2 separate regions of the Zea mays genome follow, and region 2 is linked to region 1. A link is a contact called in public Hi-C data. All regions are on one chromosome and are shown on one strand. Each heading gives the region's core, a stretch centred on a gene start, on an enhancer-like site or on the middle of the called end of the contact. The rest is flanking DNA. Distances are from core to core; before and after follow the strand shown. Region 1 holds the start of LOC100283279 (dehydrin6). Region 2 has its middle 16 kb from the start of LOC100192885.

The links. Hi-C and Micro-C count contacts between places; a contact is called where the count stands out from the background.
Region 2: a contact with region 1 is called in a Hi-C map of leaf, with 6 times the contacts expected there. The contact joins the enhancer-like site here to the promoter of LOC100283279 in region 1. A contact is called at or near these places in 4 of 25 Hi-C or Micro-C datasets (bundle sheath, ear, leaf and 1 more).

What each region holds. Positions count from the first base shown.
Region 1 is chr3:205,354,544-205,360,471 of Zm-B73-REFERENCE-NAM-5.0, reverse strand. It overlaps LOC100283279 (dehydrin6), which reads left to right and starts at 2,220. Exons shown (of 5, transcript NM_001156181.2): 1 at 2,220-2,611; 2 at 5,297-5,477; 3 at 5,604-5,745; 4 at 5,828-5,897. The coding sequence starts at 2,398. LOC109944883 (a long non-coding RNA gene) reads right to left here and starts at 1,206. Exons shown (of 4, transcript XR_002750313.2): 1 at 831-1,206.
Region 2 is chr3:205,632,903-205,638,830 of Zm-B73-REFERENCE-NAM-5.0, reverse strand. It overlaps the pseudogene LOC100272503. Among protein-coding and RNA genes, the nearest start is that of LOC100192885, 16 kb to the left of the region's middle. Within about 2 kb of position 2,945, at least 18 of the 20 cell types and tissues checked have an H3K27ac peak or open chromatin away from gene starts, as enhancers often do. A contact at or near this core is called in bundle sheath, ear, leaf and 1 more, where this site is marked.

The DNA of each region.
Region 1 (5,928 bases), core at 971-3,470:
CTGTAAAGGATGTATATAGAGGACGTTGCTGGAGACAGTCTTATACCATGAGTTGAGCATAGAAAAGAGGCTCAACACAACCTTTGTTCAATCAAAGAAACTAGGATTTCCCTTATGCTCCCGCTGCCCAATTTAGTCATCCTAATTTGACTGTAGCCAGTTGTCATGCATCTAAATGACCATCATAGGCATGAGTAAACAGGCTTGCAGAAGCGCATGAGCCTATTTGTTCTCAGTGACATGCAATTCCAAATAAGGTTGAGCATCATCGCCCTTTTAAATCGCTACGTTTCACATATTGGGGCTCAATTGCATGTCGTACATGTCAACATCACTTGCACTGCTAAGAGGATACATTCACCCAGTTGAAGAAACATGATATATGATTCTTCTTAATTTTGTCTTTGCAGAATACAAACACAAATGTCATGTATTTAAGTAAAATAAAAGATAACATGCATTTTTAGCACTACATTTCGTAGGGTATCAATATATTTGCCAAAACCATCATAAATAGTAAATCTATTTTGAAAACAATACATCAGGGAGCTAAAAAATTAAGTAATCATGATCGCTAGTTTGTGAAATTGAACAAGAGTATTTTGTATAGCAAATCTAGAATTATTTTTCCTTCATCCTTTAGGAAAAAGGGAGGAAAATATCCATAATCACAACATACATGTTTTGGAAAGGCAGAGCCTCGATCAAGCAAAATGAAATAAAGGAGATGGATGCAAGTACTTAGCTCAATTAGCAAGATTATTGAAAGCTAGATCTGGGTTTGTGATATGAGCGCCAGGGATTGAGGTTTTCCGATGAGAGTAGCAAACCTAGGGTTCAGGGCTAGGGCGGCAGAGGGGGTCCGAACCGAGCACTGATCAAGTGAGGAGGAGGTCATCAGCATGCCTCCCTGCATCCTCAGATCGAGCAAGATCTCCCCTGTCCTCCTCGACGGGCTCCCGTGGTCGCCGGAGGCGGTGTAACAGAGGTTGCTAGACATGTTGGGCGGATCGACCAGCGGGAGGCATGGAGCGATAGACGAGCAGTGGTTCGCTGAGCCAGCGTGACTAGGAGGAGGGAGAGAAAATAGAGATCGACCACAACGAGATAGGGGTGGGCATCGAGACGGGGGACGGGGCGTGCAACATGGGCGGGGGGGGGGGGGGGGGGGGGAGCAGGCGGGCAGGGCAGAGCTGTGGACGCTGACTTTACACTCTTAGAACATGTTTGGATTCATACTACTAAAGCAAAATGACTAAAGTTTAGTCGGTTTAAAAGCTAAACTTCCAAACACAAAGGATTAAAAGTAACTAAAATGTGTTAGCTCCTTTAGCTTTCAAGGAGTAGCTAAAAATGACTAAAACCCATGCTTTATACCTGGTCCCTACATCCACACCTGCACCTAGCGCGTGCTGTAGCAGGTCCCCCATTCCTGTCACTTGTTCTAAACAATATTTCAAGTAGTTGGTCCCCCACTTGTTTAGTCCCCACGCCCGCCCAACATTTATGATTATAATTTTATTAATGTCTGTTAGTCACTTCTTCTAAATAGACGGTGACTAAAATTTAGCGAGTAATTTTAGTTAAGCCTTATGGCTCAAACAGTTATAGATATAGATGGAGAGCCATACGCGAGGCATGCGAGTGGCCGACAAGGCGTCGAGGCTGGCACAACAGTTGCATACGTTATCGTAAATCTTTAATTAAATTAGAAAGGGTCACCTAGAAGGAGCTTGGCCACCAAGTATTGGCGCCTGGTCGGTCTTGCCGAATTCAAACCCCGTGGCCGTGATTGCTTCGCGAAACTTCTCTTCGACCATCTTCTTTTCCCAGACCGCCCTCCGCCTACAGTCCACCAGCCGCTCCACGCCGTTGGATGCCGTCCAAGGGCCCCTTCGCGCCACGTGTAGAATGGTCGCTGCCGCTTTCCTCGCGATCTCCACCGCCCTCCTGACTTGCTTTGCTTGCCCTGGGTCCCCGTTCCCCGACGACGTGCCCGACGCCGCGGCGCCTCCTTGTCCACGCGTTCGTGCTTCCCAATTCAAGTACTACCCCATTTCTGCACCCTCATGTGTGGTGTTAGTGTCACTGCCGGTGGGCCTGAATCTGTGCCTGGCGCCTTGATTCACCGTTAGCGAAGGGGTAGGCGGCGGGATCCCTTTCCGTGGGGACACCCTACTTGCGCGGACAAAACGAGCCACGGTGTTCCAACGGCGGGCGCCCGTGCAAACGTAGTTCGACGGTCAGGATCGCATCCATCGCCGTTTATAAAACGACTTGGCTACGCTTCACGCACACGGCGTCTTTGGGTGAGCACACCGCGCAGCAACGAGAGGGGCAAACAAGCTTGCTACTGTGATTTCTCGTCCGAGCAGCGGCGGAGGAGAGAGAGAGAGCATGGCCGACCACAAGGAGGAGCCTGTGCCGGAGTCTGTGATGGACAAGATCACCGAGAAGTTCCACGGCGGGGACTCGTCGTCGTCGTCGTCTGACTCGGACGACGAGAAGAAGGGGTCCTCGTTGGCGTCGGCGGCGGAAGCCATGAAGGCCAAGATCTACCGCCTTTTCGGCCGGGAGAGGCCCGTCCACTCCGTCCTCGGCGGCGGCAAGCGTAAGACCCCACGATTTGTATACCCGATTCGTTCCTGTTTTTTTTAGATCCGATCCGATCTAGTTATATCTGTGCTTGGGCGGTGCTACCTTGGACTGGTGCAAAATAGTTCGTCACTTCGTTAATAAGCTGCCTTTTTATTTGAAACTGGAAAGTGCTTGGACCGTGGTTTTGGCATCTGTAGCGTATTTGCTAAGTAACTCGACGATTTCCCTTTGACTTGATCAGCTATAGCGGTCAGCGGCGGCAGCTTGTCCTCACCCTTAAACCCTAACACGCGCTGTTCGATCTCGACTTGGGAACGGATCTGGAATGTTTAGTTGGCTGTTCACTTGTTTACTACTGTCTTGCGCGCGCCCATGCGCGCGTGGTGTTGTGTGTGTGTTTTGTAATTTTGCAATGTTTGGATTTAATTTATAATTTACATGGAATGCAAACAAAAGGTGCATTGTGTTTCGTATATGCATTTAGATGCATGTACAAGCTAGTATTATTTACATGTCACAAATAACGTTCATAGTTTTATAGCCTCCAGCATAGTTCTTGGTGCAAATAAGATAAACACATGAATTACTAAAGATGACGGATAAGGTTGCAGTTCGTATTTTTTTCCTAAATTTTGGTTCTTGATTTGGATCTGGTACCTTCTGGTAGAGCAAGATGTTGTCGGCATCGAACATTCCTACAAAGCAAGTATGAAATAGTTAAGCATCCTGACACTCGTAAAATAGCAAAGCTAAAACAAATTAGTTACTCCTATAAACATTTAAATTATACAATCAGTACATGTTTGGCTCGAAACTAATAATGAGGATGTAGCAATATGCTAAACTTTAGCTATATGGATATAAATAGGTCTAGATAACAGATGGGAATAAACTTTAGATTGTTTCTAAATCCCCATTATCTTACTATCTACCCAAATAATGGGGGCTAACAGGAACATTACTCTCCACTTATTAATTAATCCATTAGTTATGGATCTGAACTCCACAACCTACTATCCACTCTGCTAGGCAGTAGTTAGCAAATATTAGCTAAATAATGATAATATGTACTACATCCAATAGATCCTAAGAAAGGCCGGGACAACCAAATAGCAAATAGCCATGCATGGTAATCCACATGCAATCAGCAACTTGGAAGCAAAAGCTCATCAACATTATGTGATGGTCATGGCACCAGCTGAAAAAAATGTAGGTTAGTAAATGTTGGGTATTTATAGAATCTGACTCCAACAATTTGATTGTTGTGAAAGCTTATATTATGAAATAAAAAACGCTTCTTAGGCCATAAGAATTGAAATCTAGAGCTTCAAGAGGCTGCAGAGTTAGTTCTTACTTTAGGTGATTTTTTGCGACATATGCTAGGGTTCGTAAAGCATGAGCACATAAGTTAGCCCTGTTTTAAATATACGAATCATTGTATGAAAGTTAGAAAGTGTGGGTGTAAATAAAAGGAGTTCATGACATAAGGAATAAATCAAGATTGGCTCCCGGTTACCGTACCAATTCTTGCTCACCCATCCCTCCCATCAGATCACTGCATCTCATCTAGGTCGGCCTAGTCCTAGCGAGCCGTGGTGGCTGGCCTCTGCCGAACCGAGGTGACGGACACGGGGGCACTCCGTGGGATCGTTCCCCAGCCTCATTACATGATGTTTCTAGACAGCAGCGGACAGACTGAGAGAATATATAGGAATGTGTCTTCTTCCTCTCGCTTATGGGGGTGATGCCTTTTAGGCTTCCACGGAGAGGAGGTCGTGGAACCGTGGGTTCCTCATTCCCAGATCCGGCCAACGCGAGCAGAACTGTGGCATTGGGGGTGAGGATGGGATTCCTGGCGAAGAGACAGGGGAGGGGATGGTGATGCGAGCACAGTTGCGGTGTTGTGGAGAGGGGGAGAGGAGGGGAAGGATTGGGGATCCCGACACCTTTAGATTCGGCCGGAGCAGGCACGGTTGTGGCGTCAGGGAGGGGGAAAGGACGTAGGGAGGAGGAGAATGGCTCGCATCTGTTGGGAGCGTCAAGCTGCTCCATCGTCGTCGTTGTAGCCATCGCGGTCGACATCCTCTTCACCATGGATAGTGCCGCCCCGGCAACCGAGAGGGAGATGTATCCTCTGGAAGCGTCGCGATTTATCTAGCATGAGGAGGCCGCCTGGCCCCTGGTGCGCGAGAACACTCGTGTAGCCTTTGGAATCCGATCCTATGGTCGAAAGATTAATGGACGACGTGGATAGGCTCATAAGCCACTTTTTGGAGCTGGTTTCATAATAAGAGCAACTCCAATAGTTATGTAAATTTTAGCTCTCTAAATCACAGATTTAAGAAGTTCCTAAATAACTAAATAACTTTGGGAGTAAACAAATGTGAGTTCTCCAATAGTTCTCTAAAAATATGTTGTAGTTTTGTTTTGTATCTATCCACATTAAAAAAATAAGTCACAAATGTCAGCAATTATCTTCGTTACCTACATAAATGGTTGCCAAATGTAGAGAGGAAATGAGGTTAGATGAGAAGTGGCTAAATTTAGAAGTTAATTTAGAGAACTATTGGAGAGGAGTTTTATGTTAGCTACCTAAATTATTGATTTAGAAAGTATTTTAGAGAACCACTGGAGTTGCTCTAAGGAAATTACAGATGTTTGGGCTGATGCGGTTATTTCTTCACAAATGTGCTTGCAGCTGCCGATCTTATCCTATGGAGGAACAGGAAGATCTCTGGCGGGGTACTTGCTGGTGCCACGGCCATCTGGCTCCTATTCGAGGTCATGGAGTACCATCTCCTCACCTTGGTGTGCCACTGTCTCATCCTCTCGCTGGCCATCCTCTTCCTGTGGTCCAATGCCTCCACTTTCATCAACAAGTGAGCTTCTGGGATTCCTGATGTTCAAATGAAACCGAACTGGTTCTGAAACAGGGCCTGCTCTGATTGCCACGACACGAGCAAAATTTTATTACTTCTTCAATTTATGGCACTGCTGATTTTCAGGTCCCCACCGAACATTCCTGAGGTCAAAATCCCTGAGGATGTGGCTGTTAATGTTGCCCTGTCACTGAGATATGAGATCAACAGGGGCTTTGCTACCTTAAGGGAGATTGGGCATGGCCGTGATCTGAAGAAATTCCTAATTGTATGTTGGTTCTCTTTCAGCGTTGTGTCCAGTGTAAGACAATTCTTGGTATCGTGCTGATGCCTGGCACTTTTTTCTTCAGGTTATTGCAGGTCTCTGGCTTCTTTCAGTTCTCGGGAGCTGCTGCAACTTCCTGACACTGTTCTATATTGGTAATGACCGCAATTCATCTGCTACTAACTT
Region 2 (5,928 bases), core at 1,696-4,195, 280 kb before region 1:
TTTGGTCTTATACTTCTTATCTTCCTTTGTTATAAACATATATAGGGGAAGTACTTTTAAGTGGTGGTGCAGCCTACCATTGGTACTTCAACCCATCAATTGAAGAAGCTACTGCTTTTTACAACAAGTACACCAATTACACACTTTCATTTAAAAAAAATAAAATCAACAGCAAAACCTAACTTTACTTTATGATTCACAGGATTGAATCTGAGAAGATAAACATAGAATTACCCAGCCTTGACGGACAAGAAATTACACCTCCACAACTTCCACAACGAGAACATCATGACCTTAAATACATATTACCTCTAAACCCACATGATGTACCGGTAAGCACATCTAATGCTAATTTACATTAACTCAGATTTACTTCTTTCAAAAATATTTTGTAATTTATGTGTTCATAATTCATTCATAGGATGAAGGATATGAATGCACAGTAACCATTACAAGTATTCCTGAAGGCAAGACTTGGTATTATATTGCTTGCAATACTTGCCCAAACAAACCAAGCATTGATCCTATCATCCGTCAATGCTCCACATGTGGATCAACAAAATACTGCTTCAGGTCTTTTTCATACAATAGAATAGATATGTTTTCTTATAATCCCGTTTTTAATTGTTTCTTAGATATAGCATAAAAATATAACGATTTACTTACTCAACTTATCATTGTAGGTACAAGCTCACTTTCAAGGCATCAGATGGAACTGCAGAAGCTGAAATGTTTGCTTTCGACACTGTTGCAAGGACAATTATTGGGAAACCATGTCCAATGGTTGTTGCATCATTTTCCAGATGCATCAGCTATCCCACCTGAAATTACAGCAATCGTTTCACGGAAATACACATTCATTGTAGTGTTCAACAACCAATCATACAGATTTCTAGAAAAAGCATTGCTCATAAAAGGAATTGTAGCATCATATGGAAGAATGACATCACTACCAAGAGTTCAAGAAAAACTTGATGTGCACCTTCCTCCCAATCCAGCCAAAAACAAACTGATAACAACAGCTGCTCAATCTCCCTCTACAGTCATGTCTAGACTTTCCACGGCGGACTCACCAAGTGTAAGTTAAATCATGCTTATCAAATACCTTTTCATTCTTGAACTTCCATTTAATGATAGATGTTTCATTCATCCTCAGGTGAGTCGAAAGCTAACCTATTCTCCAGCAAAGGATAAACCTGAGGTAAGTCTATTTGATATTTGATATGAAGGAAACAATCCACCATGTTCTACACCAACACTTGAAAGAAAAAAAATGAAATATGACATCTTTTTTGAATATTTTCAATATATGATTTTTTTTCAAAAAACTTTACCAACTGTTCTTAATTTCCCTTTTACTCTTATACAAATAATTTAACTATTGCACAGACAAACCCTCTTGATGCTGATAAAAATAGAGCTCCTGCAACAACACTTGAATCACCTACAAAAAGGTCTGTAGTTCTCATCTCATCATATAGTACTACTTCCATTAGTACATTCGCTATACTATACAGCTAAACTTTCATCCTACATTCATCCAGGATCAAACAAGACCCTAAGAATCAACAAGAGTAGACGTTGTGTGCAACACAGTAAGGTAAACAATGCAGCTACAACTTCAAATAGACTAAAACTTTACTCTATGATTGAAATATCCTACCATTATTGGCTGCAGGAATACTTCTGAACATCACGCCCAAACTTCAACAAACGAAGCATATTCCTCACTATTTTGTCTATAAATATTATGTGTGCCTTCTTCTATGAAGCAAACCTTACCCTCGATATGCTATATATAATATCTATGTATTGTCATGTAATATAACCATCTATAAACTCATCAGTTGCTACAATATATTCTAAGCAAACCTTACCCTCGATATGCTATATATAATATCTATGTATTGCCATGTAATATAACCATCTATAAACTCATCAGTTGCTACAACATATTCTCATGTTATGCATATAAAATTGTTTGCTTCGGTTCGGTAAAAATATATAACATAAAAAAGCTAAACGTGCGCGCCAGCACGCCAGTTGACCTGTATAATAACCAACCGGAAAGGGGAAAAAAGGAGAAAAAATGTGCCTGACTCCCCGAAATACTGATATATATGCCATATACCTTGTATATAATGAAAGTTTATTGTACACATGTGTATACTGATGAGGTGATGAACATATTAGTAATACGGAGTCATTTTTGTTTTAATCTTCTTTTAGCAAGTATATTCTAGTGTAAGCACGCCATCTATAAGAGTGTCCATGCTAGACTCCTCAATTACGATGGAAACCGAACGCATGCTGTTGCTGTCTTGGTCAGGCAATTAAGCGAGAGGACTTCAACTCCGCTCGTGCAGAAAAGTTCACGGTGACACCTTCGATCCACGATGTTCATTAGCATAGAGACAGTGGTGGATCCAGCTCTAAAAAAATAGGTATGGAAGAGTCGCGAACAATCGAAGACATATAATATAGGAACGTAAGTAATATATAAAAGCAAATTGTATTCGGTACTATTTATCTATAACTGAATCGCGCAAACAAGACGATAAACGGTTTGGTGATCGATAAATATATGCCATAAGATAAGATTCATGATAACACCTCAGAAAAGGCAAGAACATTTTGCTTCATGCAACAATTTCAAACATACAGCAAAAGATAAACGACAAACCTGTCAATTAGGAAAAAAACTAAGATTAGTTTGTGAGTGTCAATAAATAATCATGCATTTATTTATCTTTGTAGATCTCATTGTAATCAGCACAGTGGTGCAAGCAAAATTGTAAACGAACACTCTGATAAAAAGCTATGCTTTTCGAAGTATGAAATACACAACAACAAAAAAATCGTACTGGGCCTGATACAGTGATTCCTTCAGACGTATTGCCCACGAGGCATTTTTTTTTGTTGGGTACGTGGTTGCCTCTCGCGCAGGTGTGCACAAGGCTAGGCCAGCCCAGCCCAGCAGTCCACTCGCGCATAGATCCAAGCGTTAATGCCCCGAGCGCGAGCGTGAATGCGTGATGCTGCAAGCCAAAAACCCTTCCGTTTGCGCGAGCGCCCCAGTGCCCCCAGCAACGACTAACGAGCCAACGACTGGTTGGCCCGTCGCTGCCGCCCAGCGCCAGGTGCCCAGGTCTTCTTCGGGCCCTTCGTCGGCAAGCACCACCAGGTGTGCGAAACAGAGCACCAAGCCCTAACTTACCTTTTGTATTCGGATCTGATCTAATTATTGTTGAGAACTACGTTATCGCGGATCACCAGATCCGCTCCCTTTCCTCCCGTCAACAGTAAAGGCGCGAGAAGCTGTAGAGAACCCGTCTCCCTTCCCATAAGCACGACAGAGGAAACACACGAGACACATGATATAGAGTTGGGTCTCTGACCTCTTTCTGATCTCTTCACTATATTATGAGGTGTATAGGTTCATTATATAGAGATGTGAGACCCATCGTGGGCAAAGTAGGTATTTGCCCACATAACCCTAACTAGGGTTACTTAACACTCCCCCTTGGGCGAATATCGCGACCAACACATGTCTCGTTAAAACTCCGAAAAACCCAGTGGAAAAAATATGGAGAAAGAGTGCATGGTGATACAATTGCATTTGCACTTTGTTGCCTCGTTAAAAACCTTATGTGAGAAACTTCAAGAAAACTCACTAAGGGGAAAAGAGTGCATCAACTGTCATCAGGACATATTTCGATCTTCTAGATCTAGATTACATCGAATCTTCTACAAGAGCTAAATTTAGAAATGTGCTCCCCTTGATCCTTGCAAAACCGTATCAATATGGCACAACATCTTCTTCTAAAAGTATATGCACATAAAGATTTAGCAAACAGATTGCATATCCTTGCAAGGACTATTTCAGGAACTTTACCTCTACTCACTTCTAGGATATACGAGGTAAGTGCACGTATCAATATAAATAAGCCACTTTGACTGATGGTGTTCGATCGACTGGATCTATATATTTGATAGAAAGTTCCATAAAGGTTCGTATATTGATCATCAAGCTCACGCCTTCAGGACATAGAATATGACATTTATTGTCTCACGATTATGATCAATATAAGCATTCGCTCCCCCTGACGATGACATCTGTCAAAGTCGTTATCCCTCATAACTCAAGCATATTCTTCAATATATATGTCTCATTGTTCATCTGGAATAACGAGAACGGATGAGGTTGGAGTGCTATCATTTTCTATCTTACACCACAATTTATACATAGTTGTGCAAAGCAAATAACATGTCCTTCATTAGGACTTAGGGGATAATATAGTTGCAATAGTACATATTCTAAATATGACACATCGCTCCAGGCGTTCATCCATCGCAACATCTATGATGGTGTAACAAAAGTCCATCAAAGATCGTAATCCATCAGGGATTTTTCATCGATCAGATACATCGTTATAGTCTGTCATTCTGGTACAATGGGATATTTTGCCAGTAACACCTAAACCTTATAGGTTTCTGCCATCAGGGCTTTAGAGGATACCGTAATTCCACATATGATGGAATACACGAGTGTACATACACTCGGTAAAACTCGTGACATGCACATGTGCTTATCAAGCAAACTTCAAGTCCTTTGGTTCCTCATTTCATTCATTCTCGGGTCTATATGGGTCTTTATCCCTTTATAGGGATTATCAAACTTTGGTGTTTAACACAGACTTTATTTCTTCTGGAAAGGTTCCATCAAGGAACTATAATCTCATCTAGGAGATATTCTCTCTACATAGGAGAGTGTTCATTCATCAGGAATGTATTATTCGGTAAGAGATTTATATGTTGCATATTTATAATTCAAAGATACGAGTCCTTCTAGGATCTCATGACGGATCTTCAGAATCCTATTAACTGCATATTTTAATTCATGCCATTTGTCAGATATATTACATAGCGGAACAGTGTTTATTCAACACATATGTGGGATAGATCTCTCACAAGACCACTTGAACCATCGCATTCACCACATATTATTTCAGCAGTGCCCATAAATGTCCGAACTTCAAGCTCGCGACTTTTATTTTGCGATTATTGGTTCAGCCTCGATTGCATTTATCAATGACCCGATAAGAGAGCTTAAAACACTCATGCCTAGGACTTTGTTTTGGATCCATTTGCAATCTAGAGGGACAAGATAGGTGTCAACATATTTGTCTCCCACATTTAATAATGATCTCCGTCATTTCCCAAAACGAAAGATTCATTGTTCTGTATTCCCAGCACAATGATATTGCGCGCATTGCTAGGAATTTCATCATCAAGATGAACCTCTTCGTGAGGCAAATCACCATCAGGGTGAATTAATCGAAGGAGAGTTATCACAGACCACGTGAATCTGCAATCAGAATATATGTTTTGACTAAGGCTGATGGATCATATTCGCAGGCGTCCCCGAGAATAGATCAAATACCAATAAGTCAAATGTGGATATGATATTAATCCCGGGTATATCCACATCTACATCAGGTAGAAGCATTCAGACCAATATGGTTACTCCTCAACGATTTCTGACAAACTCCATATACATAGGAGTACACACTAAACGACAAGTTTAGTTTGGCTTTTGTGCGTTTTATAGAATATTGAGGCATTACACTATATGGGCATTCCTCCCCCTAATGTCGAGATGTTCTAAAAGCATACAGATAAAATCCCCAACCACAATCATCGAGTTGTGGCCATTGTATGCTATTGTGGTGATTTATTTAGGAAATATTACGCACATTATAGATAATGGTTTTATGCAGTGAGCTGTGGACTTAGATTAATGTAGTGGCATGAATACTACATATTTGTCCTTCAACATGAAGGGTTAGTCTCAACATCCAGTGAGACACACAACAACAAATTGCTTCGTGGTTACAATTCTGCAAATTTATTGTTTTATTACCAAAT